7 separate regions of the Mus musculus genome follow, and regions 2, 3, 4, 5, 6 and 7 are each linked to region 1. Evidence: chromatin contacts called from public Hi-C, HiChIP or PLAC-seq and promoter capture Hi-C data. All regions are on one chromosome and are shown on one strand. Each heading gives the region's core, a stretch centred on a gene start, on an enhancer-like site or on the middle of the called end of the contact. The rest is flanking DNA. Distances are from core to core; before and after follow the strand shown.

What was found. Hi-C and Micro-C count contacts between places; a contact is called where the count stands out from the background. HiChIP or PLAC-seq counts read pairs in DNA pulled down with a chosen protein or histone mark. Capture Hi-C pulls out chosen DNA fragments and counts their contacts.
Region 2: a promoter capture Hi-C map of pancreatic islet shows a contact between it and region 1. The contact joins the promoter of Acyp1 here to the promoter of Npc2 in region 1. A contact is called at or near these places in 10 of 39 promoter capture datasets (the 3T3-L1 cell line, the C10 cell line, cranial neural crest and 6 more), 6 of 484 Hi-C or Micro-C datasets (CD8 T cells, Sertoli cells, Th1 cells and 3 more), 8 of 115 datasets of contacts at active chromatin or transcription factors (the SCID.adh cell line, T-cell acute lymphoblastic leukemia, astrocytes and 5 more) and 2 of 9 other capture datasets (adipose tissue and pancreatic islet).
Region 3: a contact with region 1 is called in a FOXA1 HiChIP or PLAC-seq map of pancreatic cancer cells. The contact joins the promoter of Zfp410 here to the promoter of Npc2 in region 1. A contact is called at or near these places in 2 of 115 datasets of contacts at active chromatin or transcription factors (memory CD8 T cells and pancreatic cancer cells).
Region 4: a contact with region 1 is called in a Hi-C map of regulatory T cells, with 7 times the contacts expected there. The contact joins the promoter of Coq6 here to the promoter of Npc2 in region 1. A contact is called at or near these places in 1 of 39 promoter capture datasets (pre-B cells), 5 of 484 Hi-C or Micro-C datasets (Th1 cells, effector CD8 T cells, embryonic stem cells and 2 more), 1 of 115 datasets of contacts at active chromatin or transcription factors (memory CD8 T cells) and 1 of 9 other capture datasets (pancreatic islet).
Region 5: a contact with region 1 is called in an H3K4me3 HiChIP or PLAC-seq map of pro-B cells, with 4 times the contacts expected there. The contact joins the enhancer-like site here to the promoter of Npc2 in region 1. A contact is called at or near these places in 7 of 39 promoter capture datasets (the 3T3-L1 cell line, the C10 cell line, cranial neural crest and 4 more), 4 of 484 Hi-C or Micro-C datasets (CD8 T cells, the N1E-115 cell line, erythroblasts and 1 more), 8 of 115 datasets of contacts at active chromatin or transcription factors (the SCID.adh cell line, astrocytes, bone marrow-derived dendritic cells and 5 more) and 1 of 9 other capture datasets (adipose tissue).
Region 6: a Hi-C map of Th1 cells shows a contact between it and region 1, with 5 times the contacts expected there. The contact joins the promoter of Lin52 here to the promoter of Npc2 in region 1. A contact is called at or near these places in 9 of 39 promoter capture datasets (cranial neural crest, fetal liver, hippocampal neurons and 5 more), 9 of 484 Hi-C or Micro-C datasets (Th1 cells, embryonic retina, embryonic stem cells and 6 more), 8 of 115 datasets of contacts at active chromatin or transcription factors (T-cell acute lymphoblastic leukemia, astrocytes, effector CD8 T cells and 5 more) and 2 of 9 other capture datasets (adipose tissue and liver).
Region 7: an H3K4me3 HiChIP or PLAC-seq map of the SCID.adh cell line shows a contact between it and region 1, with 12 read pairs. The contact joins the enhancer-like site here to the promoter of Npc2 in region 1. A contact is called at or near these places in 12 of 39 promoter capture datasets (3T3-L1-derived adipocytes, the C10 cell line, the HPC-7 cell line and 8 more), 1 of 15 datasets of contacts at CTCF or cohesin (the NIH/3T3 cell line), 2 of 484 Hi-C or Micro-C datasets (muscle stem cells and nephron progenitors), 10 of 115 datasets of contacts at active chromatin or transcription factors (the SCID.adh cell line, acute myeloid leukemia, astrocytes and 6 more) and 1 of 9 other capture datasets (pancreatic islet).

Annotation. Positions count from the first base shown.
Region 1 is chr12:84,770,988-84,775,262 of GRCm38.p6, forward strand. It overlaps Npc2 (NPC intracellular cholesterol transporter 2), which reads right to left and starts at 2,125. Exons shown (of 4, transcript NM_023409.4): 1 at 1,799-2,125. The coding sequence starts at 1,880. It overlaps Isca2 (iron-sulfur cluster assembly 2), which reads left to right and starts at 2,283. Exons shown (of 4, transcript NM_028863.1): 1 at 2,283-2,384; 2 at 2,588-2,690; 3 at 2,806-2,921; 4 at 3,556-4,102. The coding sequence starts at 2,314. The coding sequence ends at 3,730.
Region 2 is chr12:85,278,458-85,282,732 of GRCm38.p6, forward strand. It overlaps Acyp1 (acylphosphatase 1, erythrocyte (common) type), which reads right to left and starts at 1,978. Exons shown (of 3, transcript NM_025421.3): 1 at 1,853-1,978; 2 at 1,534-1,625. The coding sequence starts at 1,617. It also overlaps a transcript of Zc2hc1c not described here.
Region 3 is chr12:84,315,019-84,319,293 of GRCm38.p6, forward strand. It overlaps Zfp410 (zinc finger protein 410), which reads left to right and starts at 1,841. Exons shown (of 12, transcript NM_144833.4): 1 at 1,841-2,156. Ptgr2 (prostaglandin reductase 2) reads left to right here. Exons shown (of 10, transcript NM_029880.3): 10 at 1-814.
Region 4 is chr12:84,359,507-84,363,781 of GRCm38.p6, forward strand. Coq6 (coenzyme Q6 monooxygenase) reads left to right here and starts at 2,462. Exons shown (of 12, transcript NM_172582.3): 1 at 2,462-2,731. The coding sequence starts at 2,545. Fam161b (family with sequence similarity 161, member B) reads right to left here and starts at 2,322. Exons shown (of 9, transcript NM_001358283.1): 1 at 2,186-2,322. The coding sequence starts at 2,239.
Region 5 is chr12:85,128,248-85,132,522 of GRCm38.p6, forward strand. It overlaps Dlst (dihydrolipoamide S-succinyltransferase (E2 component of 2-oxo-glutarate complex)), which reads left to right. Exons shown (of 15, transcript NM_030225.4): 11 at 64-194; 12 at 1,545-1,618; 13 at 2,213-2,296; 14 at 2,650-2,817. Among named protein-coding and RNA genes, the nearest start is that of Dlst, 20 kb to the left of the region's middle. Within about 2 kb of position 2,399, at least 38 of the 459 cell types and tissues checked have an H3K27ac peak or open chromatin away from gene starts, as enhancers often do. A contact at or near this core is called in erythroblasts and pro-B cells, where this site is marked.
Region 6 is chr12:84,449,231-84,453,505 of GRCm38.p6, forward strand. Lin52 (lin-52 homolog (C. elegans)) reads left to right here and starts at 2,278. Exons shown (of 6, transcript NM_173756.4): 1 at 2,278-2,313. The coding sequence starts at 2,283. Aldh6a1 (aldehyde dehydrogenase family 6, subfamily A1) reads right to left here and starts at 1,794. Exons shown (of 12, transcript NM_134042.3): 1 at 1,659-1,794. The coding sequence starts at 1,709.
Region 7 is chr12:85,082,477-85,086,751 of GRCm38.p6, forward strand. It overlaps Prox2 (prospero homeobox 2), which reads right to left. Exons shown (of 5, transcript NM_001361238.1): 5 at 3,336-4,275. It also overlaps a transcript of Ylpm1 not described here. Among named protein-coding and RNA genes, the nearest start is that of Prox2, 12 kb to the right of the region's middle. Within about 2 kb of position 2,030, at least 29 of the 459 cell types and tissues checked have an H3K27ac peak or open chromatin away from gene starts, as enhancers often do. A contact at or near this core is called in the HPC-7 cell line and the SCID.adh cell line, where this site is marked.

The sequences.
Region 1 (4,275 bases), core at 875-3,374:
ATGGTGAAGAATAAGTTAATAAAATGAATACAGTGCCTTCATCCCAGACTCGGTCCTCAATAAAGGAGTAGGGGGTAATATCACTGTGGATAAAGTGAAAACCTGAGTTCAATTCCCAGAAGCCACATAAAAACGCCACTTATGGTGGCACGCACACGCACGCGCGCGCGCGCGCGCACACACACGCACACACACACACACACACACACACACACACGCAATCCTGACCCTGGGAGGTCTACTACGTCTCAAAAGAAGTGGGCTGTGCTCTTGAGGATGACACTTGAGAGGTTGGACTCCGGCTACCACATGCTTGGGTACACATGAATACACACACATGAGAAATAAAATGAAAATTTAAGAAGTTTAACAGAAGGGAAAAACAGGTACTTCAAAGAAACAGCCACTCTGAGCTAGCCTCCAGGTTTAGTGAACGGCATCTGTGAACTATTGATAGGCAGTGGCCCTTATTATTTAATCCAGTTCCACATGCCCACCGTTGCTTTTGCTTTAACAGAACTTTTAATATCATATTAGAGGTAATATGAATTCCCTTGTTTCCTTTTTCAGTGAGTATTTATTATTTACTATCATCCCATAGTACTGGATACTGGCTACAAAGAAGCATATTTAGCTTGGTTCCTCACTCAGCAGTGTGACTACAGAAGGCTTTAATCCACCTCCCACTCCCACCTCTACCTCCTTAGTTAGGGGTGTGTGTGTGTCTGCCTGGGAGTGCAGGTAGGTAGCTGAGAAGGCCCAGAGTTGGGGTATAAGCAGGTATAACCTGATGTGGGAATTGAACTCTAACCCTCCGGAATAGTAGTTCCCCTTAACCACTAAGCCATCTCTCCAGTCCTAATAACTCTTTAACTTACTGCTTCATTATGGTCTGTTTCCCCCTGCTCAAATATTTTACAAAATCAGTTTGTCTTTCGACCATCACTGCTGCCTTTTCCACCCCGGGCCCCTGCACTGCTCCCACAACTAAGTGTACAGGCTTGACTGGACAAACTCAGAATTTCTACCCTCTATTATATTTTCCAATAAAGAGTCCAGGGGCAGCGTTGGGAGGGAGGCATCACATGATGTCACTAGAAATACGAATTTTATAGGAGACAAGGATCAAGAATCATGAAATTCATTAGAACAATGGAAACCCTACTTTGTAAATGAATGTTATGAGAAGGAGAACTAGCTTTTGTCTCGTTAGTGGGGGTGGGGTGGGGAGGGGAGGTGGATGGTACTTCTAAGACCAGAGCAGGATTGACAGGGATTTGGAAGGCCAAACTGGGCTACAGAGTGAGGCTGCCTCAGCCCGCTCCCAACCAAACTTCAAACGAACAAAGGGAGAAAGGCCAGTGACGATACAAGGCATAAATCAAAATAAGTCCCGTGCCTATTCCTTCAATCCGTGTTGGATGCAGACCTGCTGTCTATCCTATTGTTTTATTTTTTGCTTTTATTTGTTTACTTTTTTCAGACAGGGTTCAATAAATCCAGGCTAGTCTTAAATTCGCAATCCTCCTCCGTCCATTGAAATCTCAAAGCCCTTGAGCGCTGCAATATATGCCCGCTTGATGTTCACCCAAGAAACTTTAGTGAACTTCAGCACACGGTTCGCCTTGTGAGTGTTTTAGATTATCCCAAAACACGAAATGCAAGGAGAAACAAAGTTGTGCGGAGGGGTTAAGTTTCATCAAGACTAGTACCTTCGGTCCCAACCTAGTCAATTCCACGTTCCAGCAACCCGCCCAATCCACCCCCGGGGGTCTCCTCGAGTGGGCTCAGGGCTCACCGCAGTCCTTGAAGTGCAGGGGCTCCGCCTGGCTGGCAGCGACCAGCGCCAGCAGCAGGATCGTGGCGGCCAGAAAACGCATCGTGGATATGAAAGCTCTGCAATCTAGGAAGGAAAAGCAGCCCGAGCAGTCACAAGATAAACTTGTCCCGGACCGAGGGTGGAGCCAGATCAGGCCACTTGTGAGCAGTAACCAGCGAAGGCCCGCCCGCGCCCCGCCCTGGGCTCCGGGGCCGCCTGGCCTGCAGCTCGCCCTTTATCTCCGCCCATCTCTTCCGCTTCCAGGCAGGGCCTACGGAGAACTCGCTCTTTGCGTTCGCCCCGCTCTATTGGTACCGACCCACTTCGGCAAGTGGAAGCGTTCTCTGTCAATCAAAGCCCTCTTATCTCGCTATACCCAATAGGCACGCTTGGGGGCGGAGGCTCGATGCAGCCCCGCCCCCTTCTCCCCTCCTCCGGAAGCCCAGGCTAGGCGGGGATTTGGACCATGCTAGGGGCGGAGCTTGCGGAGTAAGATGGCGGCCTCCAGGGCCTTGTCCCTAACTGCCGAGGCGGTCAGGGCTGTCATTCCTAGGCGCTCGGGAAGGTATCGAGGGTGGAACGTCACTTAGGAAGGGTGTTGGGTTCTGCGTCTTCAGGATAGATGGGAGGCTAAATCTCACGCGGGGTGGGGTGTGGGGTGAAGGCTTGGCAGTTCAGAAGAAAGTGTCCCCAGATTTGGGTACGAGGTGTCCATAGAGGGTCATCTGGTGCCATTTCCCGGGTTCGTCTCCCTTCTTTACATCGCAGGCTCCTCGCCGTCTTTCCCAGGCTTTTGACCCGCTGGGAAACAACATCTTCCATTCCAGAGGCTGGCGAGGGACAGATCCGCCTCACAGACAGCTGCGTCCAGGTAGGAGGTCGGACGCGGGGCGGCGGTGCCCAGGAGGGCTCTAGAAGACTTCCTAGTCACCCGTCCCGTTATCTCCGCTTGCTTGGCATTCTTGATCCTCTTTCCTGAATTTCAGAGGCTTCTGGAAATCACCGAAGGGTCAGAATTCCTCAGGCTGCAAGTAGAGGGAGGTGGATGCTCCGGATTCCAATACAAATTTTCACTGGATACAGTTATTAACCCCGACGACAGGCAAGGAGGACGGATGGGTCGCTAGAGGCTGTATCAGAGGATAAAAGTGGCCCCAATTTATTCCAAACTTCCAAGCGTCTAAGTCTGCTTAACACTACCACCCTCTCCGTTCTGTGAGGATACAGCAAAGATTTGTCCTCTTGTTTAAAAATAAGGAAGAACATTGACTTAGCGTCCGTTAGGTAGTCAAGTTGAGAAAGGCTGAACTAGGGCTGGAGAGATGGCTCAGCGGTTAAGAGCACTGGCTGCTCTTTCACAGGACCTAAGTTCAGTTTCCAGCAACCACATAGTGGCTCACAACTATCTGTAGTGAGATTTGATGCCTTCTTCTGGTGTGTCTGGGGAGAGCAACGGTATACTCACATAAAATAAATGAATAAATAAGTGTTTAAAATATATATATACACCAAGGTTCCACCCTAAGAAAAAGGCTGGACTAGTTTCAGTCCGAGCCCTTAAATAATCCTTCTGTTTTTTTTTACGTTGAATCTTTCTGCTTCAGTCCGTTCCGTCCCAGCTAGAAGTCCTAAGCAGTGTTCCATGCATTGGAGAACAAGATGTACACCTCTGGGCTCAGGGTGTTGTGTGGGTGTTTGTGGTATTTGTCATTCATGCTTTCCTCTTGTCTTTTCAGGGTATTTGAACAGGGTGGGGCAAGAGTGGTGGTTGACTCTGATAGCTTGGCCTTCGTTAAGGGAGCCCAGGTGGACTTCAGCCAAGAACTGATCCGAAGCTCATTCCAAGTGTTGAATAACCCTCAAGCCCAGCAAGGCTGCTCCTGTGGGTCATCCTTCTCTGTCAAAGTCTGACACAATGACGGATGACCCTGAGATTGCCACCACTGCACCAGTGTGAACAACCTAGAATAGTAGAATTCTAGAGGTTTCTTTCTCATCATGTCCGGCTCTCATCTTATTTAATTTAATCCAGAAGTGTCTTATTCTACCACTGTAAATTATGGAATGTGAAGCTTTTAACTCTTGGCCGAAATACTCTCCCCTCCCCCAGTACAATGTCAAGGCCACATCCAAAGGCTGTTACCTCACCTGTAATCACTGGTTGGAACCCAGTATAATTTGTAGCACCTCTAGGACTCCAAAATTTGGAGTTAACCTCTCTAGCCTTCAGAATTGTTTATATATCTGTGTATAGCTATATATAAAACATCATTATAAACTAAGTTCTTATCGTGTTTTCAATCAGGATCCAGTTTGGGTAGCTTGAATACCAGAATTGAGGCCAAAATTGGTTAGAAAGGCAAACAAGATATTCTCTGCTGTCTCTCTCTTTCTTCTTCCTTCCTTCCTTCCTTTTTTCCTTCCTTCTTTCTTTTTTCTTTCAACAGGGTCTTATA
Region 2 (4,275 bases), core at 728-3,227, 510 kb after region 1:
TCAATTTACCAGACAAGGATTTGAATAGAAAGATCTCCAAATATGTATCTTTTACATGCCAATAAACACATAAAGATGTGTTAGGTAAAGGCAAATCAAAACCACCCTGAGACTGTACAGCATGATACTCAGCCTTAAAAAGGAAAGACGTGGGGCTGGAAAGATGGCTCAGTGGTTAAGAGCACAGACTGTTCTTCCAAAGGGCCTGAGTTCAAATCCCAGCAACCACATGGTGGCTCACAACCATCCATAATGAAATCTGATGCCCTCACCTGGAGTGTCTGACGACAGCTACAGTGTACTTACATATAATAAATAAATTTTAAAAATATTTTTAAAAAAAGGGAAAGACGTTCTGACTCCGGACACGTGGGTGCATCTACACATCACTGAGGACAGGATGCTAGTGAAGGAAGGCAGCCGCCAAAGGACAGGTACTTCATGAGACTACCCAGGCGCTAGCCAGAGCGGTCAAATTTATAGAGATCCAGCAAGATGGCGCACACTTGCCACCAAGCCCGGTGACCTGAGTTTGATCCCTGGAATCTACATGGTAGGGGAGAACGGACTCCCGTAACTGGTCCTCAGACTTCAACACGCGTATGCATACATGGGTATGCAGGATCCTGGCCACCAGGGGCTGGTGAAGGGGAAGACAGGAGCTGGTGGGTAGAGCTTCAGCCTTTTGAGATAAAGAAGGAAGTGTATGTGTGAGGGGTTGGTTCTTCAACTGTTCCTTGGTGATAAGACAAGGATGTATGAACGTACTTAAGGTTGCTGAATTGTGTGTTTTCAAATGGTTAAAATAGTAAGGTTTTCAGTACATATATTCTACCGTGATTTAACAAAAACGTGCTACTCCAGATAATTTGGAATATTATCTTCCAAATGGAATTATAGCTAATAACAGTTCTCTTTCTGTTACTTATTTGTACTTTAGTTCTATGGTGACTGAAGAACATGACTTGTATGACTTGAGGTGTTTTAAATACTTTATACCTGAACTAAAACAATGAAACTCCTCAAGGAGGTACACTCTGTCACATCCATCAGGATGGCCATAGTGAGCAGAAAGGCAACTCTGCTGAAGGGAAATTGAGATTGCCCTTGTGCACTGGAGAGATTAGTGATGGGGAAACAGGGGTAGAGGATGCCAAGTTTGCTGTTAGCTGGTACAGTGCAGCTTGCTTAGCATGCCAATGTCCCTGAGTCCCATGATGGGAAGAAAAACAAAACAAAACAAAACAAAACAAAACTGAGGTGTTGAGAGGAAGTTGGAGGAATAAACTTGTAGGTATGATGGGCGATTATGTAAGTTACTCTGTGATCGGCCTACCTAATGCCACCTCTCTATCTTGATGGCAGCTTTTTAGAGGCGACTTAGCTTGGTGACAGTACAACAGGGTGCGCTAGCGGTATTCTCCGTCAGGAGAGTGTCCAGGTGCTCCCTTCCCACTCTCCCAGTTCCCATTGGTCAGAACCAGGCCTCCTGTCCATCACTTAGTGATGCGCCCCGACACTTAAGCCACATACCTGAGTGTACTTGCGGAAAAACACCCCTTGAACCTTTCCAAAAATTTCGTAATCCACTGAGACCAAGGTGTCCCCTTCTGCCATGCTCAAACCTGTCAGAGACAGCAAGGTGAGACATCGTCCTAAGAAAGGGCTGCACCCGCCCTCCAATACCATGGGGGCCTCTCCGGAACCTCAGGGTCCCGGAACTGCAAGGAGTAAGTGGATGTAAACGCAAGCCCCTGGTCGGGGAGCCTTCGCCTGCTCATCCCGCTGCCCTTGCAGCCCTGAAGCCGCCATCCATCCTATCCCCATGCGGCCCGAAATCCCCTCCACTGACACTTGGATGATCCGAGCGGCGGAAGCTCGAGTTTCTGGGGCTTCCCCAGGAGCCGCTGAACAGCCCCGAAGACCTTCAGATCAACCGCCCGAGCCGTGTTAACCGCCACTTCCGGAAGTTTAGAGCTCGGCTTCTCCAACGCTGCCCTGCACGCCCATCACCGCGATTTAACCAATCAGAGGTGGCTCCTTGTTCAAGAACCCGCCCAAGGGTGGGGCTTCAGGACAAGTGGGTCACGTTTTGGAGAGATCCTGGGATTAATTTTTTTAAGTGGAGAGTCCGGTTTTGCATACAATGACCAACCTGTACCACACTTCTGCCACTAAGTGTACCCCTCTTGTCATTTCCCCGTGGGTAAAGAAAGTCATAGACAAAACACTTAATATGTCCACTCACCCTACTGGGTGCCTAGGGCTGTTAGCACAGTCAGTGACTAATAGAATCTGGCCTGCCCTTTTTTTTTTTTTTTCCCTTCTTTCAGTTCTCTTCCAATTCTGGGACATGCATAATTTGGACTTGGTAGCAAAAGACAATAAATGCACACGACATCACGGTGAAGTCATTCTATCTGGGGTTTTGGAAGCTGCTATCCAGAGTCTACCTTAGGTAAAAAAAAAAAAAAAAAAAAAAAAAAAAAAAAAAAATTGATAAATAAATAATAAAGCACAGGCAAGTTATTCATGGCTCAGGAATCTCAATAGAATCAATAAATCTGAGCAAAATAACCAAATTGCATGCATTTGCTTTTAGAGAAAGAGAATTACTAAGGTGTTTTTAGATGAGGACTGCTAAAATGAGATTTGATTTGTATGCATTGGAATTCAGCTACCCTTAGGATCGAGAATGTGTATGAAGCAAATTGTGTGTGGAGTTTATTGTCCCTTCTTCGACTGCTTGTCTGTATCATATCATTTCCTAACACCGGGCCCCATGTGGTAATATGTCAGGCTGGCAGACTTGGCAAGGTGAGATAGTTAGCAGTGGTAGCTATGGAAATCTATCATTACACCAGTTCCCCCTGTAACAAAGTCAGAAAGCCTCCCTGCTGGGAGGAGGAGGAGCAGTACTGAATGGTGTCCTTGGCGATATTTGAAAACAACACTAAACATTGTGTTTGACTGATGCAATTTCTCTAAAATTCAATTAAAGTGAGTTTCTCTATAGATTCCAGACCCACTGAGTAGTGTAATGGATGGAACACCATATGGTGTACAAGACGGATGATATAATCGTTGCCCTCAAAGATTTCTTTATCGTAGCTGTGCATGCACAGAACGGACAAGATCATGTGCAACGTGGTAATTCATTTCACTCACTCTGAGAGCTCACCACGAACCAGCCCAACATTATAACAGAAACAGAACGTGTTAGGGAGAAGCAGAGAGATTAATTCTGATGGGAAGGGCTGAGAAAGAGCTTGTGGAGGAGACAGTATCCTTCCAAAGTTCCAGAATCCAACCAGAATGTGATGGATTTAGTTTCAGGCAGCCAGTCCAAAGTCCACTCCTAAGAATACTTTGACTCTCCAATTTTGGGTGATGATACGGTAGCACCAATAGGCAAGGAGGCAAAAGTAGCTGGGATGAAACCAGGGGCTCTCAAACACCATCTGCACATTAGGATCTTAGGGGAACCTTTTGAATACATGCCCACATTTTATTCCTAAGATACTTCCAGGAAAAGAGCCAAGACCTGCTGAGGTGCTGGCTGAAGGTGAAGGAAATACAGAATGGGTAGTAGAGGAAGGTAGTTATAAATACCAATTAAGGCCACGTAACCAGTTGCAGAAACGAGGATTATAAAGTAATATGAATGCCCCATTGTAAATTTACAAATACGTTTGCAATTGTACGAGGGATAGTTATATCATGTTAGGTGTATTCACAACCTTGTTATTGTTTCATGTGAACATGAGATGTTATTTGTGTCAAGTTGACAAGGGGTGGATTGTAGTGGCTATTCCTGGTTGTCAACTTGACAATATTTGGAATGAACTACAATCCGGAATTGGAAGGCTCACCAGTGACCCTTATCTTGAGGCTTGGAGATCCTTATCTGGATCTTGGTTTGGAGATCTTAAGCCATAGTGGCTATGGATTCCAGAAGATTGAATCTCCGAGTTTAAGGAACACACCTTTAATCTGGGCTACGCCTTTTCATCTGGGATTAAAGGTGTGGCAGAACACACCTTTAATCTGGGCTACACCTTCTGCTGGAGACAATATAATGACAGTTGATTATCGAAAATTCACTGACTCATGAGCTGTAGCCAATGGATTGGCTGGATGGTCAGGGACTTGGAAAGATCACAACTGGAAAATTGGTGAGAAAGACATCTGGGGAAGAAGTATGTGGATAGATCTCTCCAAATGGGCAAAGGATGTGAAGATATTTGTGTCCCATGTAAATGCTCACCAAAAGGT
Region 3 (4,275 bases), core at 591-3,090, 460 kb before region 1:
GGAGAGTGGCTGGAGAGGGTATTGGGGCATTGGATCCCCTGGAACTGGAGAGAGTCTGAAGCCACCATGTGAGTGCTGGGTTCTAGAATGCAGATCCTCTGGTAGAGCAGGAGATGCTCTTAGTGTTGGCCACCTCTCCAGCCTGTCTGTACTTAATGGCATAAGTACATAGGATTTCGGGCAGCATTGGGAGTATTTACAGATTGTGGAACAGTTTGGGGTAGGACGTTTTGGGCTGGGAGTGGTCTGAGAAGATAAATGAGTGGTTGGGAGTCTCCAGAGACAAGGTTTACATCCAGGGATGATGTTTGTGTTCTGCCAAACAACTAATTGAGTAGCAAGCCTAACAACTTACTACGTGCTGATAAAAGCTTGTGTTTATTTTAGGAATTTTTTTTTAAAGACAAGAGTCTGTTAGGTAGCTTGCTATGTAATCCAGGCTGGCCTGGAACTCAAAGATATCCACTTGGCTGTCTGCCTCCGAGTGCCAGTGTTAAAGGCCTGTATCCCCATTCTGGGCTTATACTTTGGAGAACTAATAGATATAAACATCACTAAGAGTTTCACTGATGAAAGTGAGTCGGAGTGGTCAGGGCAGAACACTGATCAGTACTCTAGGGGCTCTGAGGTCAATCCCCAATGGTACCTTCCCACAACAAGCCCCAAGTAATCAAGCTCCAGAAAGCTATAGGATTAAGTAAATTAACCAATGGTTATAGACATGACTATTCCAGATATACTGATGTATCACATTTGTTTTCTTAATTTTCTCAACCTTTAGAAAAATAAAACTGGAGATGTTTTCTGAGTATGACTTATGACCACTTTTTTTTTTTACAGTCAATATATTTTAGAGGCAAAACAAATTAGCAGCCACTAAATCAAATTTTGCAGCGTTCTAACCTTGTTTTACATACTTTCTCTGGACCCCAGTTTTTCTTTCTGAACAGTTCTTCATCTCTTCATATAGTGGTAACTGGTAAATCTTTGTTTTTTAATCCTTTCTTAAATTTTAGGATTTTAGCTCCTAGTAAACATCTCCTTGCCACCCCAAGATTTTTGTCCCAGATACTGTGTAGGCCAGTTGTCCTTGTCATGGCCATCCTCAAATGGGATCACAGTCATGCTTCTCAGTGCGCAGGACAAACTGTATCGAGGAAATGTTTTCTCCCGGAACATTTTGTACCAAAACTATGACTCCCTAGCTCATCCAGACTCCTGGCTTATCTCTAACTTGAAAATGAGCGCCTTCAGAGAACATTATATCTCACAGGCACTATCTTTAGTCCCCTACTCTTCCACACCGCATCATGTTTTGTTGTTGTTGTTGTTTTTTGTTTTTTTGGACAAGGTCTCAACTATGTAGCCCTCGTTCACCGGGAACTCCTGGAGTACTGGGATTGCTGGAGTTACAGGCGTGTGCCACCACTGCAGATCTTAAGTTTCATGCAGTCAAACTCGAAAGTTTCAACAAGAACTATTATCCAGCTTGGAACTTAGTTATCTGAGCCCTCAGTCAGTGCATCCAAGATCTCTGGAGAATTCTTAAATGTTTCTAACGCTGTACGTGTGCCTAAATTCACACCCAGTCCTAGGGGCAATGCAAGGCTTGATTTCCAGGTCCCTCTTTGGGCCATGAACATTTCAGGTGCTCTTCATGGGCTTTTGGTGTTTCGGGAGCTGTCACAGGTCCTCAGCTCCGGAGAAAGCTACCCTCCACCCCGCGCCGTCTCACCCATCCCAGCCGCCGCGGCCCCTGCTGAACAGCTCCGCTCAGCGGGAAGGCAGTGACGTCACGGCTAGACTGCACTGACCTGGTTTCAGATTTCGCGGACCTGAGAACCCTGAAGGGCAGACAGGAGGGGACGGGGCGCTGCGGTTCCTCGGCCGGGAGGGAACCCTGTGTGTGTCTCGGGCTGTGTATGCGTGTGTATGTAGCGGGGAGCGAAGGATCGCTCTCAAGCAGCGGCCCAAGAGTCAGCGCCTCCTCCTGAGAAACACCCGCGGGCGGAGAAGAAAGCGAGTGGGTATGTTGATGGGGGGCGGCCAAACTTCCTGTCCCGCTCTGGAGCTGCTTCCGGCGGGAGCCGGAAGACGCCGTGTGTGGACGGGATTCGGGGCTGACTGACGGACGGACGGCTGCCCGAGACTGGAAGGTGAGCTCCAGGCTAGTGTAGCCACCCCCGCTCGGGTAGGTGGTCCCGCCGAGAAAGGAAGCCACTTATGGGGTCTGGGGATCTAGAGCCGGGTTCGCCCCCGAAGGGCGCAAGGAAGCCGTCCCCCCAGACTCCCCCAGGCGTCTAGCGGGCGGGGAGCGACCGGTCCGAAGCCCGGCGGCTGCGGCCCTAACCCCTTTGGGGATCTGGGGCGCACCGTTTCTCCTCCTTTGCTTGTTCTTGAGGGAGGGAGCTTGGAGACCAGCCTGCCCCCCCAGAACGCGGGAGTCAGCGAGTCCCCCGGGCGGAGGCTCCGGACTGCACCCGCGGCTGGGCCCGCCCGCAGACCTAAGGGCCTTCGGCTGAGGCCTTTGTGCTGGCGGGAAGGGTTGACAGCGGTGCCCTGCCCGCGTTTCACCCAGGGCTGCCGGCACCTTTCCTGGGTCCACTCTCTGCCTTGGGCTGGAATAGGGAAGGGACGTCTGCGGACCAGAGCCGGACCTCTGGGGTCTCCTTTGCCTGTCACCTCAGGCCCGTGTGTGGGCAGCGAGTGTTTGCAGCCAGGATGTGTTTTGCTCGTTCAACTTGTTCTCTGAAGTTTCTCAAAAGAAGACGATCCAATTAGTTTATTAAACTTTATCTCACTTGCTCATGAGGCTCTGAGATGTACTTAGGAACCATTTGGGAGTGAAATATTATTGATTTGGGGTTAAGAGTTCATACATTTACATTACATTAGACACAAAGATCAGTGGAACATATGTAAAGAGAATAAAACATAGTTTGAGGTCAAAACGCGCAATTCTGGGTGTTTGGCGTTGAGAAATTACACTTTGTGGCAGATACAGGGCAGCCAAGCATCAGAAAATGTGGTTCTAATTTGAGCTTTGTATCCCAGTAGGTGTCAAATTTAGGTAAATCCCACAATTTCTAAGGTTTTTTTTGGGGGGGCAGTGGGGGGAGGAGTATGTCAGTGAAGAGGTTTACCGTTAAGGGCTGGCCATTATTCTGAGATACTAAACTGCATATGGAGAGTGACAAGCAGAAAGATACTGAGAAATCTAAACAGCATCACAGGAGTCACTTTGGGGTCTGGTTATTATTAATTGCTGGGATTATTAAAACATGTAGGATGAGAGGCACTGCTAGGTAAAATTTGCAGCTGAGTGGGAAGATTGGGCAATAAATAAAAGATAATTCAAGAAGAACAGGTTTGGTAGGGGAGATGATAATCCGTGTTTAGACATGGTTTGGTTTGACATGCTGAGGATATATATGCAGAATTAGTCCATAAGCAGTTAATGAAAGTTTGGAATTGAAAAGTCAGAGTGAAGGGGTAGGGAATTGGGTATCATTTGTCATGTTATTTATCCTCTGAATTATTGTCTGAATATTTATCCAGTGCTCACTGGAAACCTGTATGGCAGTCATTTAAACTCACAATAATGACTAATTTAGAAGTGGGTAGTGACGTCAGGGTTTCTTTTTGGGAAAATGTAAAATTAGCCAAGTATGGTGGTACACACCTTTAATCTCGGTACTGTGAGGCATAAGCAGGAGTGGGAGTTGAAGGCCAGCCTCAGATTCCTGTAGAGTTCCAGGCCAGCTTGAGCTATGCAAGAGCCTGTCTGAACCCTTCCAGCTCCCCCTACCCACCCCACCCCCCAAACATCAAACAAACAGAAATGCTCGTGTGTGATTTCGGAACTATGACTACACTGAAGACAGTTTACTGTACTTTTCAAAGTGTGTAACAGGACCTGGGCTTAGTTCCCAGCACCCCACATGGTGACTCATAACCTACTACAGTTCCAGAGGGTCCATGTCCCTCTGCCTCCATGGGTTCTGCATGCACATGATGTATAGACATGTAGGCAAAATACCCATGCATAATACATAAACATTAAAAATCTTAAAAATGGGTGCATTTTATGTTATGTGAACTGTGTCAATGAAACTTCATATTTGAGACAAGGTCTCACTATATAGCCTTGACTGGCCTGGGAACTTAATATGTATACCAGGCTGGCCTCAAACTCCTAGAGATATATGCTTATCTCTACTCTCAGAGTGCTGGAATTGAAGTATGTGCCACAACGTCTGGCCCCAAACTTATTTT
Region 4 (4,275 bases), core at 1,212-3,711, 410 kb before region 1:
ACAGGGATGGACTAGGATCAGCATGTTCAGGCTGTTTTGAGAGGAGGGATAGGGAAGAGGGATCAACTCTTGACAGGTACTGTGATGAATGAGAATGGTCGAGAAAGGTAGAGAGCTGTGCAATATCTTAGGGCAAAGGTAAACAGCTGATAAGGATGCATAATCCTTTAGAAGACAGAACTGTTAGTAAGTCTGCAACTATGGTATGGACCCAGGAAAAGCACTGCCGCTTGGTGACCTTGCTCCTGCCCTTGGCTGTATCTGCTAGGCAGAGTACAGATGCTCTTTCACACATGATGCATCGTCTATATCCAGATAAGTCCATTCTAAGTCACAGTAGTTTAAGTAAAAACGTACTAATACATTAACCTACTGAGCAGGGCACTTAGAGAATAGCTATTGTTCACACTCCTGATTGTGCAACTCACTAGAAATAGCAAGTCCCTGGACACTGTGTCACCAAAGCAGAGAGTGTATCCTATTGCTATTTAAAGAAAGACTGAAATCTAGAGCTGGGAATTTAGCTCTGTGGAGAGCACTTACCTAGAATGCACAGGACCCTGGACTCAGTCCTCAGTACCATAAAAATAGAAAAATAAAAGTATGGAGTATTAGCCAGGCAGTGGTGGCGCATGCCTTTAATCCCAGAACTTGGGAGGCAGAGGTAGGCGGATTTCTGAGTTCGAGGCCAGCCTGGTCTACAGAGGGAGTTCCAGGACAGTCAGGGCTAAACAGAGAAACCCTGTCTCGAAAAAACAAAAAAAAAGTATGGAGTATTGTTTCTACTGAGCGCATGCTTGTCCATCATTATAGTGTGGAGAGCAATCTGAACCACTGAGGTTGGGGGTGTCTGACTTTGAGTGTTAGGGTGATTTTTATTGTCTCAGTTGAGTCTTGTAGTGATAGAGGGAAGGTGGTGTGGCTGGAGGACAGTGGCCTGAGATGTCCTTAGAGTGGTAGGTACAAGGCCACCAGTGGACTATTGATGATTAGTGGCAATTGGAGCAGTCCATCTGAGTTAGAGATAAGTGTGTGCTCTAACCCTAGCTCTGCTGCTGAAGAACATGTGATCTAGAGCAAAACTCTCTCCTTCCCCTGCCCCTCTCTCTCTGTTGTGACAGGGTCAAAGGGCGACCTTGAACTCCTTATCCTTCTGCTTTAGTAATTTGAGTTGTTGGGATTACAAGTTTGAGCCATAATGCTGGCTCTTTCGTTTTAAAAACAACTTTATTGAAACACAATGTCCATAGTGTACAAGTGAGCCATTCAAAGCGTACTCTCCTCCAGTTTCTAAAACAGCCAGGGTCATCTAGCAATCACAGTAGAAGTCAGACCATTTTCACCATTCCTCTAAAGCAGTGTCCTCAACTGTTCTAATGCATCGACCCTTTAATACAGTGTTTCATGTGGTGGTGAGCCCCAACCATAGTCATTTTCATTGTTAATACTGTAATTTTGCTACTGTTATGAATTGTAAGGTAAATATCTGATATGCAGGATGATCTTAGGTGAAACAGATTGAGAATCTCTGCTCTGAAGCACCAGTGTAGCATTTAATTGTCACTTATATCCCTTAACCCTCCCACATCTTCCTCTCAACCTGTCAGCCCTAGGCAACTACCAGCCTACTTTCTGTTTTCAGAGATTTCGGGGCAAATTGCTTAACCCATCTCTTTTCTTTTCTAGAAAATGGGTTTGAGAGGATACAACACATTAAACACATTCAGTTTAATGAATTTTAATATATTTGAAGAGCTGCGTTTCGGTGCGTTTTCCTTACTCTAAAACGACAACAAAAACCTTGGAAGCTTTTAGAAGTCTCTCCTCACCTCCTCAGCCCTTTTAGAAGTCTCTCCCTGTTTCTCCTCACCTCAGCCCCATGCAATGACGCGCCCCCTAGATTTGCCTTTTCTGGATAATCATATTAAGATAGAGATCGCTTTTAAGATTTTCAAGGTTAATTCGTGGTTTGTTATTAGTACGATTCCTGATATCAGAGCCTGGTACAAGACACAAAAGACCCACGTCCCCCAAGACTGGTTCTCTAAGTGCCCAAGCGCTGCCAATTTTAATTCTTCGCCCTTTGATGACACGCCCCTGACTCTGTCTCCACGGCAACGCTAAACAGTTTCCACTCTTGAGGATTCCTTGCTGAGGCATCCGACTTCCTCCTTTCTCCACTCACCTCACGGCTCCACTCGGCGCACTCAGGACCTCCCGCAGTCCTCCCCACAGTCATCTTCCTAACTAGAGAGAGAGAGAAGCAGAGGTGAAAGCAGCAGTGACAACCGTGACAGCGGCGCCGGCGGTTAGGTACTGCTAGCCACGCCCCTTCATGGCTTTAGCCTTGGATTGGCTTCCAGTCTTTAGTCTGTTCCGCCCAATGAGGCAAGAGCGTCTTCTGATTGGATAATTTTCTTCAACTATTTTATTTCCGGTTTTGAAGACAGGGCTAAAACCACACAAGGTTGACGACTGCCCCGGAAGCACTTTCCAGGACCTATCAGGGAGAAGTCCCGGGCGCGGGCGCAGGCAGGAGTCATTATGGCGGCCCGCATTGGCTCCATGGCAGGCTTGCTCTGCGTTCGCTGGTGGAGTTCCGCGCAGCTCGCAGCCAGAGGAGGCCCGCTAGTTGCCAGCCAGCGATGGGCGGGCTCCTCGGCAGACACCGTGTACGACGTGGTGGTGTCAGGAGGAGGCCTAGTGGGCTCTGCCATGGCTTGTGCCTTAGGTAGGTGCATCTCGACCGCGGGCTGGAGGATCTGGGCTGTGGAGGGACGGTACTCACAGTGGAGGTCGGGACGCTGTCCAGACACCTAACGTGCCTGACCTGGTGCTTTGCTCACTGTCCTTCCAGGGGAGTCCTCGGGAATGGCATGGGTTCTGCGGGATCACAAGTGGGCGGGCCTTTCTAAGTCAGTCTGACCCTTGAGAACTGTCCAGGATTGTTTATGAGCACCTCGAGAGGCATCGGGCTTTGTAGTATCGGATGGTAGATCGGATTGACCTCGAAATCACAGAGATCATCTTCCTCAGTCTTCTGAGTGCTGGGATTAAGGCCCGCGCCCCCACTCCTGGTCTTAAAGCTGCTTTATTAAGATAACATTCATCTAGTTATAAGTGCTCCCACTTAAAGCGTACAGTCCAATGAGTTTTTAGTATTTTTGCAGAGCTATTCAGTACCTACAATAAGTTTTATTACCGTTTCCTTACTTTATAAAAAACCAAAAAGCAAAAAAATAAAAAAAGACTTGGAATTCATTAGATGTCACTCTCCACACTTCTGCTCACCTTCTCAGCCCTACAGACTCTCCTACTTTCTGTCTATAGATTTACCTTTTCCGGATAGTTCTATGTAGTTGGAGATATACTCTGTTTTAAAGGTTAATCCAGGTTGGAGTCTGTATCAGACAGCTTTTGTTTTGAGAGCTGATGCCATCCTCAATTGTGTTGAAAGTATGCTTGGTTTTCACTTTTGGCCTGTAAAGGAATGATGCTAGTAGGGACATTCTGTGTGCAAACTTTGGTGTGAACAGTGTTGATCATCTCGAGGCTATTCTCTAGTGAAATCTCTGGGTTATGTGGCAATGCTGATGTTTTGAAGACCTGCCAGACTTTGAGAGAGTGCCCCAGTTTATGTTATCATTGACAGTAGATGAATGCTCAGGTTTCTCCTGACCCTGACAGCACTATCTGCTGCCTTTTTTCTTTGTCCTCTGAAGTTCGTAGGAAGTGGCTTGTGTTTATATTTCCCTAATGACCAATGGTGTGGAATATATTTACCAAGTGCTGGCATGATGTAGCACCGTTTCTGGGCCCTTCGAAACTTTAGCATTCACATTTTGGTGGCTCGCTCTTGTGTTAGGTTTGTGTGTATGTTTTCCTTTGTACTGCATCCTTCTCTCGCTCTTTTCTGAGCGTCACGGGGAAGGAAGACAGCAGCTCTTTTACTAACGTTCACACACAATTCTGTTTTGTTATTGTTTGCTTTTCTGTCTAGCAAAGTATTATATTTTAAAACTCAGGAGTGACTGTTAAAATCATGGTAGTAAAAAGCATGGTGTTTTTTGCAGGAGGATCAGAAGTTCAAAGCCATCCTTGGGTTACATAGAATGCAAAACTCCCAAAACAAACAAAAATATGTGACTAAGGTATTTCCAATAGTCTTTTTGTTTGTTTGTTTGTTTAAAATAAGGTGCTGTGTAATCTTTGCTGGTGTGGACCTTTAACTGATCCCGCTGTCTCTGCCTCCCAAATGCTGGGCTCCCAAGCACA
Region 5 (4,275 bases), core at 1,149-3,648, 360 kb after region 1:
GTATGTGCATGTATATACACACCAGAGCTTCACCAACAGTTTCTTTGCATCATGTATTTACAGTAACATACAAGAGATGAGAGCTCGGCACAAGGATGCTTTCCTGAAAAAACATAACCTCAAATTAGGCTTCATGTCAGCATTTGTGAAGGCCTCGGCGTTCGCCTTGCAGGAGCAGCCTGTTGTAAATGCAGGTAAGTTTCCTGAGGCCAGTGTGGAAAAGACTACAGACCTGCTGCCACATTTAGGGGTCACCAAAGCTTTTTATTCACAGTCTATGGAAACATGATCACCTTCACCAAATACTAAAAGTAATGGTAACATGATTACTTTCTCTGTACCAAGTATGCAGAATTGGCACTTACTCTGGCAGTAGGCAGCTCTGGGATAGCTTGGCTTCCCAAGCTGTCTTGTCATGGGCGATCTCAAGCTCTGGCTGCTCCTCACCCCCACGCACCCTTTACTTGGAGGCTTGACTTTCATGTTTGGCATAGGCTCCAGGTTGACCTCTGACCTGGGGTTGGGGCCTCATTACGAAGGCTTGGGCTTCGTACTCATTGTCTTTCCTCTTCTCAGCGCTGAAGTGTTGATCTAGCTTGCATTTCTTGTTTTGTGTTGTGTTGAGGCACTTCTGTGTTCCTTAGAAGATAGGAGAGGGGACAGTGACACTTTGCAGTCCTCAGCCTAAAATCCTTAGTCTGTTCCCCATTGAGTGCTGTGCATTAGGCACACAGGAGGGCTTTCTTTGCTCTTGGCATCTCTCAGAGTTCTCGTTCACTTGACATGTACTCTAACAATCCATTGTAGACTCTGGAAGATTCCCAAGCCTGCTTTTCTTTTCTTTTCTTTTTTTTTCCTCTCCTCCCCTCCCCTCCCCTCCCCTCCCCTCCCCTCCCCTCCCCTCCCCCTCCCCTCCCCTCCCCTCCCCTCTTTAAAAAAAAAAGATTTATTTATTTATTTATTTATTTATGTATAAAGTACACTGTAGCTGTCTTCAGACACACCAGGAAATGGCATCAGATCCCATTAGAGATGGTTGTGAGCCACCATGTGGTTGCTGGGAATTGAACTTAGGACTTCTGGAAGAGCAGTCGGTGCTCTTAACCACTGAGCCATCTCTTTAGCCCCCAAGCCTGCGTTTCTTGTAGGTAGGTACAGTTTTCAGTAATTGGTTTTATATTTTAAGATGACGTATTTGAAAGCCAGGCCTCCTCCACCCTCCTCTGCCTTTTCCAGGGCACTTGCTATCTAGCCATTCTCTGCTCAGGGAAGGCTTGCATAGATAGGCCACTAGTGTGCTTCTACTGAGGTTACCTCCTGTGAGCTCTGGGAGAACATGCTCCATCGTTCAGGTTGATTCAGACGCTTGGGAAACACTGATATGAGTTGGGATGGGAGCCAGAGGAGTGTTCGTTACTTGTAATGTAGTTATTTTCATGTCGATTAGTCAGCCCACACTGCATTGGCCACTGAAGACTTTCACTCTGTTAACTCCTTATCCTTGGCCAAGAGGTTGTATGTAACATCCGTTTTCTCTTTCATAGTGATTGATGATGCAACCAAGGAAGTGGTGTATAGAGATTATATTGACATCAGTGTTGCAGTTGCTACCCCGAGGGTACGTTGGGCAAGACTTGGAAGTGCTTACTTAGATCCTGTCTTGGTCATTTCTATTTCTGTGCTAAGACGCTAGGACCAGGGCAACTTACAGAAGAAAGAGGATTGGGTGGGCTTCGGTTTCAGAGGGTTAAGAGAAATTACAATTACATTCATGTTACAGAAAGTGGTAGCAGGCATGGTACATGAGAGCTCACATGTTGAGACAGTCACAAAGTAGAGAGAACTAACTAACTGGGAATAGCATGGCTTCTTTAGAACTTAAAGCCTGCCCACAGCGACACACCTCCTCCCAAAAGGAGGCCACACCTCCTAATCTTCCCAAACACTTCCACCAACTTCAGAGCAGTGTATGATCCTGTGGAGGCCGTTCTCAGACCACCACAGAGCTCACCTGGAAGGGCTTATTTCTGTAGCTCCGGATTGCTAGGAGACTGTTAGTAAAAGTGCATTTTTCTTTTTTTTAAACTATACCCCGTTCCTTTATCTTAGTGTAAGTCTTTTTAATCACAGTGAGTTTAAGGTGTTCTGGTTGGGGAAATTGTAACTATAAAGAGGACTGTTATTTGCAACTTAAAATAACTTTCCACTCCAGGGTCTCGTGGTTCCTGTCATCAGGAATGTGGAAACTATGAACTATGCAGATATTGAACGGACCATTAATGAACTAGGAGAGAAGGTACAGTAGACGGAAGTGTGTGCACGGCCTGCTGGGCAGTTGGGGGATCAGAGCCTGCAGAGGCTGCGCTGCTCAGGCCTCTGGAGTCTGGCTCTCTGGGGACAGCATAACCTCCTAGGAAGGCAGCAGCTGTGTTCTAAGGAGAGGCATGTGGCAGGCAGAGCCTGCATGCTCCAGTGACTGAGATCTCTAAGTCAGAATCTTCTGTAGAGTCAGGGTTTCTCTGAAGGCGGTCACAGTCACCTGAGCTGAGCCACTGTCCTGTTTGCACCTGGGCTCTCAGATAAGAGTTTTCTAGATTCACTGTTTTGGATCAGAGAAGCCTGGTTTGACTTAATGTTTGTTGTTCTTAGGCCCGGAAGAATGAACTTGCCATTGAAGATATGGATGGTGGTACCTTCACCATCAGCAACGGAGGAGTTTTTGGCTCACTTTTTGGAACACCCATTATCAACCCCCCTCAATCTGCCATCCTGGGCATGCACGCCATCTTTGACAGGCCTGTGGCTGTGGGAGGCAAGGTAGGAACCATTGTTTCTGAGATTTTTAATCGCTGAATGGCTGGCTGTAAGAGAGAAAGCTAACCAAATCCTTACTATAAAGCATCCACTGTAATTTTAATTACTAAGTGACAGTTAAGACACTGGTTCTCAAACTGTGATCTGGGGCTATTGACATCATCTGGGAACTTGTCAAAAATGCAAGTGCTGGACCGGCGAGACGAATCAGCAGTTAAGAGCACTTGCTGCTAGCAAAGTAGCTAGATTCAGTTCTCAGCATCCACGTAGTGGCTTGCCGCCATCAGTAATTCCGGTTCTGAGGTATCGGGCACCATCCTCTGTCCTCCTTGGCTGCTAGGCACGCATACATGTAGGCGAGATGCTCATACACAGTAAATACTAATTTATTTTTAAGTAAATGCTTAGACTCCCCCTCCCCCACTCCCTTCCCCTCACACACTTAGTCTACTGAAGCAGAGATGCTCAGCTCTGATGCATGCTGACGTTTGCACTGGCACTTGTTGCCGCCTTGTCAGAGCCTCAGGGAGTCAGAAAACGGCACAGTGCACAGCAGTCTGTGGGCTACAGAATTATGTGAGAAAGCTTACAAGTTTCTTTGAGTGTTCAAGGTATGAGGGAGGCCCAAGAGCTTGAGTTAGCTATTGGAAGATAAGTTAGTTTAAAAAAATAAAGTTTTCTGAGACTTCTGTGTCTAGAATATATCTGGGTCATTGACTCCTTTATAAGTCAAAAAACTATAGGTCTTTTTCTTGGAAAACAGTTAACACACTTAGCTTTGCACATAACAGACTTATTTTTTTAGTTCATGGATTTTTAAGACAGGGTTTCTCTGTGTAGCTTATTTGTCCCAGAATTATCTATGTAAACAAGGCTGGCCTTGAACTCAGATCTGCTTGCCTCTACCTTGGGCAAGTTAGGTGCTTGCTAAGCATACACAAGGCCTGGTGTTGGATCTGCTCATTGCAAAAAAAAAAAAAAAAAAAAAAAAAATAGTAATGACAAAGATTGAACTTGAAAGTAGCTCCTACAGGCAGCCACAACTGCAGAACAAACCTCTGTGCTCATTGCAAATAAATAAATAAATAAATAAATAAATAAATAAATAAATAGTAATGACAAAGATTGAACTTGAAAGTAGCTCCTACAGGCAGCCACAACTGCAGAACAAACCTCTGTGCTCATTGCAAATAAATAAATAAATAAATAAATAAATAAATAAATAAATAGTAATGACAAAGATTGAACTTGAAAGTAGCTCCTACAGGCAGCCACAACTGCAGAACAAACCTCTGTGGGTAACAGTAGCTGTAGAGCACAGTGTAGCTTACTTGTGTCAAGGCGGTTTTGAGTGGCCTGTTTCCTTGTTTAAACTTTGGTTCTAAATCTCAGAGCTTTGCTCAAAAGAAAATAAACCTAAGTTATCCAGAGGCAGCAGTGGGAGGAAAGGTTTTGCAACTA
Region 6 (4,275 bases), core at 1,028-3,527, 320 kb before region 1:
TTGCCTTTCATCCTCTTATTTAACTGCTCTCCTCATTTCCTCTCCTGCTCTCTGGAGGGTTCCCTTCTCAGGCTGGTTGTGAAGGTCTCAAGAGATTTTCCTGCCTGTGTTTCTCCAAAAACTAGGCCTGCATACATGTACCATATGATCACATAGATTAGCCTTTATCAAAGTGTCAGATTACAGTAACTAATTGTTTAAGAACTATTTCTGGTCTTTTTCCAAGTCAGTTCAGAGGTTTCTACAATTTGGTTTTTAGAAAGAAAAAAAAAGTATTTCTTCCAAAAAAGGAGAAATTCTGCTTTTATGCAAAAGACAAAATACCTCAGGATTTTCATTGACTCATGGTGATGGGGTAATGACGAGAGGGGAGAGATTTTTTTTTTATATATATAAAGGATTTTAAGAGGTTGGGAATAGAAAACCTAGAGAGGAAATGCTCTATCTGTTACTAGGAAAAGATACCAGAACAGAAGTAGGGGAGTGAGGTCACGCCAACCTCCAAAGACCTCCAGCTCATTCTCTACACTGTCCCATTAAATGACATTCAAACCTGACCCTTTGGGGACTCCACCAAGAATCAAACACATGCACACATTTCTGCAGTAGATCTCCTAAAAACCTGATGAGTAGAAAGAAATTAAAGTTTATATAAAAGTGCAACAGGAGACATTCCTAGGCTGGATGAGTAAGAGATAGTGTCGCTTAATACTGGATTATGAATCTTGCCAGGAACAGAGCAAGTCTTGCCTCAGATTCTAAGTCCATGCTAAGATGCAAACACAGGGAAAAGCTATAATCAAAGCTGGGGATCGCCGGCATACAGCTTCTGGAACTCTACAACTTCCCTTGCGCGGCGTCCGTGGGGTTCCAACTGCAGCCTAGAAGAGGATATGTCGGCACTTGAGAACTGATTTTCGGAAGGTGTCTTCCTAGGCTCTTATTTTCTACCACCTGTCTGGGGGAATGTTTAGTCTTTTGAATGAAGCAGTATTAGCAAAACCACATGCCCTTATTTACCTCCAAAAGTTTAACTTCGCTGAGAAAGTTTAACTTGGCCCAGGGCTTGGGAAAAACACTAAAAGCCAGAATGTTTGTGAAAACTAACAAATGGCTGCCTTTTTGATATGAAAACCTAGGGTACATGTCTAGGAGATTCAAAGTTCCTTCTCTGATCTTAGTTCCATGTCCTTAATGAGCTCCCATCCCCTCTTGCCTCACATAGAGGCTGGATGGGGGGAAGGGACGCTCCTGGCAAAGGAAAGTACTCTATGTACAGCGACCAAAAGGAGGAGTTTCTGGGGCACAGAGGTGGCTGGTACAGAGGTGAAAGAGAGACCGTGGGAGGAACCAAAAAAGAGAAAGCAAGCCAGCATGTGACAGCAAGGACTGAGCTGGACTGGAGGTGGGTGGGTCAAAGCTAAAAAAGAAAAGGCTCAGGAGTAAAGGGGAGTGGGGAGCAGGCGTGACCGTCCGGGGCTGAATCTCGGGGCCAGGCGGTACAGAGTGACAGCCCTGACGCACGGGTCTGGTGGAACACAAGGGGCTGCAAAGAAGGGGCTGGGCCAAGAAGTCTGTCCGGCAGAAGCATGGTTTAGAGACGGGGCGGAAAGGACCCATTTCTAACATCATGGTCCCTCGTCGCCACCCTCACTCGCCTGCAGGATCCGGGACCGCATTGCTGCCGCTGCCGCCACTGCCGCCGCCATGGCTCACCGACTCTGCCCAGCTCGCCTGCGTCTCGGCTGCCAGTGCCTCCCTTGAAGCAACACCGTTAAGCCACGCCCAGAACACGACCGAGCCTCTCCATTGGAGGGAAGGGCCACTTCCTATAACCAATCACTTGTCGGAATCTTTGACTCCACCCATCATTCCCACCCCTGGGAATAGGTGATTGGTCAAAGGTGGAAGCGTTCTGGGCTTCTCTCACTTTATCCTATTTTTGTTGGCGGAAATATGGAGACGCCCCCTCGACTTGGTACTGCATAGTAAGCACACAGGGAAGACGCCCCCTAACCGGGAACTCCGATTGGCTGTAGGTAGGCTCTCTAAGGTCCCGCCCCCTTGCTAAGGAAAGTAAATAAGGTCCTTGAAGAATTTTGCCTGCGTTCCACTTTAACCACTCCGTGGGTGGGGCTGCTGTCTGGGGTGGGACTAGGCAAATGTTACCCTATGAAGTAGGGAAACGAGACCGGGCTGTGAGCTAAGGATAGGTTATCCCTGCTAGGGGCGTGGCTTGCGGATCCTCGCTTTCCCGCCGACGGTTGGTTACGTCACGTGACATGGGCTGGAAGATGGCGTCTCCCACAGACGGTAAGAGCCGGCTTGGAGATTGTTGGCCTGTAGTATCATTATTTGCTTCTCTGGGAACTTCCTCTGTCCTCACCCTTACTCTTTTTTTCTTGCGCCCCTCTCCTTTCTCTCCCACTTTTCTCCTTTGGGGTATGCCGGCTTTTCAGCTAGCAGGTGCCTAGTACCAGGTCTCCTTGCTGTGTACTAGGAAGGAGTCCATCAACCGGAGTCCCTATGGGGGGAAAAAGGACAGAGGTCGCTCCGGCCCATCGGTGATGCTGAGGGTTCAAAAGGAGCTGCTGAGGGGAAAGGGAACTTTCTTTTTGAACAGGCCCATTGGAGTGTTGGTTCTGTTCTCATCTCAGTAGAGCTGGTACGTATGAGTCTCTCAAGCTCTATGGCTGTGAAGTGTGAGTGGTGACTGACATGAGGTCTAGGGTTCATTCCTCTACCGAGCCGGCAGAGAGAGAAGCTTGTCTCCTCAGTTCAGGTCCGTTGCCTTGGCAGCAGGAGGTGCGGGGACCTGGTTTCCTTGCCCTGAGTCCCGAGGGAGTGAAAATTCGGCTTGTTAATGTCGCTTCTCACGCTTCTCAACTCTTCCTTAACTCGTCACCCCTCTACTTTATGTGTTGTTTCCGTAGGCTGAGGGCAGGAGCAATTCTGCTTATTCTGTCTTCTAAGACGCAAGTCATCTCAGTAGACATATAGGTGTTCTTGATATACCCGTATGCTTTTGCTCGCGGTTTTGCTTTAATATTTGGAATTGCTCTTCTGTCATTATTCAGCATCTCAGTTTATATAGTTATTCTGTTAACTTTGCACTTTGCCCGGGCCACACCCAACTATAAATTCCAATTCTGTCTTATTTCATTAATTTAGTCCTAGGGTTTTTTTTTGGGGGGGGGTTGTTTGTTTATTTTTACTATTTATTTATTTATTTTGGTTTTTCGAGACAGGGTTTCTCTGTATAGCCCTGGCTGTCCTGGAACTCACTCTGTAGACCAGGCTGGCCTCGAACTCAGAAATCCGCCTGCCTCTGCCTCCCGAGTGCTGGGATTAAAGGCGTGCACTACCACTGCCCGGCTAATCCTAGGTTTTAGAATAATGCCTGTAAAGGATTTGGCTTTAAGTTAACGTTTATCCAAAAGTAAAACTGGCCTTGGTGTGTGACCTCTAATTCTAGCTTGGGAGATTGAGGCAGGAGGTTTGTTGCTTCAGGCTTGCCTAGGCTGTAGAGGGAATTGTAGGCAAATCGTGTCTAAAATAAAAAGTTGGTTTAGTTTGTTGGTTGTTTTGTTTTTGTTTTTGTTTTTCCTGAGACAAGGTTTCTTGTATAGTCCTGGCTGTCCTGAAACTTGCTCTATAGACAAGGCTGGCTTTGAACTCAGAGCTCTTCCTACCTCTGCCTCCCGAGGCGTGCACCACCATAACACAGCTTAAAATAAAACGTTTTATTTTTAAAAGTAAGGGAGGAGTGACTGGAGAGATGGCTCAGAGATTAAGAGCACTGGTGCTCTTCCAGAAGTCCTGAGTCCAATTCCCAGCAACCCTATAGTGACTCCTGACCATCTACAATGAAATCTGGTGCCCCCGTCTGGTGTGCAGGTGTACATGCAGGCAGAACACTGTGTACATAGTAAATAAATCTTTTTTTAAAATGTGAGGGGGATGCAGGGGGCTGGTGAGATGGCTCAGTAGTTAGGAACACCTGGTGCTTTTGCAAAAGACCTGGATTCTATTCCCAGCATCTACATGGTGACTCATGACTCGATTCCAGTGGATCTGACCGCCATGAACATCAAGCACACATGTACTCCACATATATACCATGAAGACAAGACAGTCATACCATAACTACATCTGAAAATGAACAATAAGAAGTGAGACTGTAGTTCAGCACTAGGGAGTTGTTGATCATGACCAAGACCCTAAGTTCAGTCTTTAGTACTAAAGAGGATGATTAGATTATATTCAAAAGTAAGG
Region 7 (4,275 bases), core at 780-3,279, 310 kb after region 1:
CCCACACAGGGCCATAGCTGGGAGGTCCCTGGGCACAGGCTTCTTAGGAAAGATGCTGGAATGGCATTAGGTCACCCCTGCCTGAGGAGTGGAGCAACTGGCAGGGAGAGATGGTGTTCTTGCATAAGGTGAAAGAGGGTGAACCACGGAGGCCAGGAAACAGGGAGAAAACACGTTCCAAGAGAAAGAACTGGTATCTGAGAGTAAAAAGCATTTAGACATGGTAAAAAACAGTTGTAGGCATCAAGAAGCCAGATAGTGAAGACTTGGTCCAAGAGAAACCAGACTACAAGTAGGTGGTCCTGTAAAGCCTGTGCTGTTTGGGGCAATCTACCTCTTGTGTTTCCCTAGTGGGTGTTTCCCTTCTGCTTTCAATGTCTAGACCAGTGGTTCTCAACCTTTCTAATGCTGTAATCCTTGAATACAGTTATCCATCTTGTGGTGACCCCCCAGCCATAAAACTATTGTGTGTGTGTGTGTGTGTGTGTGTGTGTGGTTTTTCGAGACAGGGTTTCTCTGTGTAGCCCTGGCTGTCCTGGGACTCACTTTGTAGACCAGGCTGGCCTCAAACTCAGAAATCTGCCTGCCTCTGCCTCCCGAGTGCTGGGATTAAAGGCCTGTGCCACCACGCCTGGCATAAAACTATTTTCATTGCTACTTCATAACTGTAATTTTGCTCCTGTTATGAATCATAAGTATCTGATATGCACGGTGGTCTTAGAAAGATCCCTGTGAAAGGGTCATTTGACACTCCCCTCCTCCCAAAGGGGCCACAACCCACAAGTTGAGAACAACTGTCCTAAGCACTTGCTTATTCTCTTCAGGTCAGTATCATCTAATATAGAAATTGTCTAACCCTGGAAAATACTTTGTAATGAATCAACTTCTATAGGTGAACATTTTATAGATATGTGTCAGGTGCAGGTTTACTGCAGGGATTATGATCCTTGGTCTTGGTGGTCAACTTGATTAGACCCAGAATCACCTAGGAGACCCATCCTTGGGCAGACATGTGAGAAGTTATCTAGATTAAAGTTAGCCTCTGTGAATGTCTGTGAAGGTCCATCTTAGTTTGGACTGCACCCATCTCTGGGCAGGGATCCCAGGACTGTTAAATGGAGAAACAGCCGGGTATTAGCGTCCATTGTTCTCTGCTTCCAATCATAAATGAGGTATGTCCTGCTGCCTTGACTTTAGTGATGATGAACTATACCCTTGTATTGTGAGCCAGAATAAATCCTTTCTTTCTTACATTGCTTTGTGAGGGTATTACAGCAAAAGAAACTAAGACTGTGGTGTGTATTACTAGTTACTAATGTAGGACACAGAAGCTCTTTGTATTAGTGCCTGTAACTTACTGTATATCAGACTGAGAATATTGTGAGAAATACCATGTTTGCTATATTGTAAGCTTTTCCCTAAGCACTAATCTAAAGGCAGTTAGAAACTTCAGAGAATAGCTCAGTGGTGGGGTGTGTGCTTAGCACACATGATGGATTCCCTGGGTTCAGCTGCTGAAACTCCTCTCAAAAAAGAGGGACGGAGGAGAGAAGTAGAAAGTACTTCAAACGTGAGTGTACATCATTCAGTCAGCCTGGTAGAGTGTTCTTTATCGCCAACCCATCACTATAGTCCTCAGAGTTCCTAACTTCTCAGTGTTGAGAAATGTTGCAACATGTGAGGTCTATGCAAATACTTTACAGCTTGTATGAATCCATCAAAAGATTTTGAGTTTCATTTGGGGATGTACATATCATGAAACTTTAAGCTACTTTACAGAACCAGTTCTTGCACCTCAAAAGGGGATGGGGACTAGAGTGGATAATTATGAAAATTCATACTATAGGTAGATAGATAGGAAGGAAGGAAGGCTGGTAGGCAGGCAGACAGACAGACAGATAGTGGAGAGAGAAGATAACTACTCGGGAAACCAGTGAAATTTCAGTTAGTTGGATTCTATTTTTGAGATAAGATCTTATATAGCCTAAGCCAGTCTGGAACTTGCCCAGACTTGTCTCGAACTCAAGAGTGGCCTTGAGTTTATAATCCTCTGACCTCCCACATGCTTGAATTTCCAGCTTTGTGCCACCACACTAGGGTTATGTGGAGCTAGAACCCAGGGCCTTGAGCAGGCTAGACAAGCACTCCAACTGAACTAAATCCCCATCCCTGAGACTAGTTTAAAATAGACCTCCAAGAGGGGCCTGGTGTTGCACATCTTTAATCCCAGCACTTGGAAGGTATCTTCGGCTGGGTGCTGCGTGCCTGTAATCCTGCCCTGGGGAGGTAGAAGAATCCCTGCTTATCTTAGGCCAGCTTGCTTTATATGGTTCATTCTAGGCAGTTAGGGTTACCTAGACAGACTTGCCTCAACAAAAAGTTCCTAGTGTATCTGCTCTACAGGAGACCATCAGAGAACTGCCTGCTTTTGATAGGTGATTGAGCCTACCCTAGCCTATGACTATTGTCTGCCACTGAAGGAGTATAGCATTATACAGTACTTGAGTATGTCTGACTGGAGAGAGATCTGGCACTCACATATACCTTAATGGAAAAATTGACCAGACCTTTGGCAGCGTTGTGACTTCTGAAGGAACATAACTGGCTCCACTCATGCTCACAATAAGTTCCCAACACTGACAAAAGCGTACTTGGTAGACACAGGAAACTGGAATAAGACAGAATTCTTCAACTGGCAGGGCACACATATTTATACATTCTTCTGTGTCGAGCTCAGTGGTTAGAGAATGCTTCCTGGCATGGCTGCAGTATACAAATGTTTTCAATTTGAGCTAGCACTTTTTTTCCCATCTAATTAGCATTCAGGATAAAGTTCACAGCCCTCAGGTTTGAGACGGGACAGTCATATGGATCTGTGGAGTTGTTCCTATGACTGTCCCACTAGCTGTGTAACATTGCTCTGGAGAGTTACCTTGTTCCCAAACAACTGATGCCCTTGCACAGGCTACTCTGCTTGTGAATACTCAAAACTTAGGCTTGGCAAATTCCTTGGTTTTGATGAAAGGGGGCCTTGTGAGCATAGTAACAAATTAGAGAAATACTTGTATATAATTAGGTATATTGAGGGGCATTTAAAATAAGACTTGCCCTGGGTGTGGTGGCATATAACCTTAATCCCAGCACTCTGGAGGCAGAGACAAGCAGATCTCTGGGAATTTGAGGACAGCCAGTTCTACATATTTCCAAGACAGCCAGGGCTACATAGACCCTGTCTCAAAAGACCACACATACACAATTCATAGCTGGGAATGGAGTTCAGTGATAGAACTAGGCACTAGGATTAGTATCCAGTAAAACAAGCACCCCAAAACCTTAAGTAATCGATTAGATTTAATTATGTTTTGTTACTGTTCTCCACTATTTGAACAGAAACTTGAGAGGAAAGACTTTGTTTGTATTGGTGTAGTCTGACATGTCTAGCAATAGCCAACACCACCACCCATCAAGTTATGAAGGTAGAGGAGCTAGATGTGGAGCTTGTTGGAGGTTGAAGGCAGGGAAGGGAGCTACTGTAGGCACGGTTGCCCCTCATTTAACACTGTAAAACCTGAAGTCTACTTCGTCCTGCCCACCTTCAGCAGTGCTTACAGGCTTGGTTCTGACTAGAAGACAGTTGTTCCACTATATGGGTTCCTCGCCTAATGGTGCTCAGCGTCAGTCACAACTGTGTTGGACCCAAGGGGGAAAACTTGGATGTCATTTGTTCATCTGTGCAAATTCAATCATAGACTGTAACCATTTTGAAGTAGGAAAATCTCTGCCTTTGTCCCAGCCCTTGCCATTCATGGCCTGTGAGCCCTGTAGAGTGTATGCTAGTCTCAGTTTCCTCCACAGGTTAAACAAGGTGGACCAGATCGTCCTCGAGGCCCCTCTGGCTTTCTCATTATGAAGTTCCATTTTTTATTTATATATATTTTTGTATGCATGGGCAGTTGGGGCACCAGTATATAGGTCAAGTAGGACTGTTAGGACTGTTAGCAGACCCAGTGTTCCAGCAGACAGATGCAAGCCACAGCAGTGCCGACCGAGGTTCTTTAGGAAGTTTGCCGAAGCCATCAGTGAACGTCTTGGATGATGAAGCGCTCCTGAGTGCCAACCTGATCAGATGGCAGTGCCAATCCACGGGTGCCCTGCTAGCATGGATTTTTCCTGTTGGAGATCCCAAGTGACAGCATGAGTCCAGCGTACACAGCCATCGGTTCCTTCATAGTCCTGACTGATCCTGTGCCCTGGCGTAAGAATCAACGAGGTACC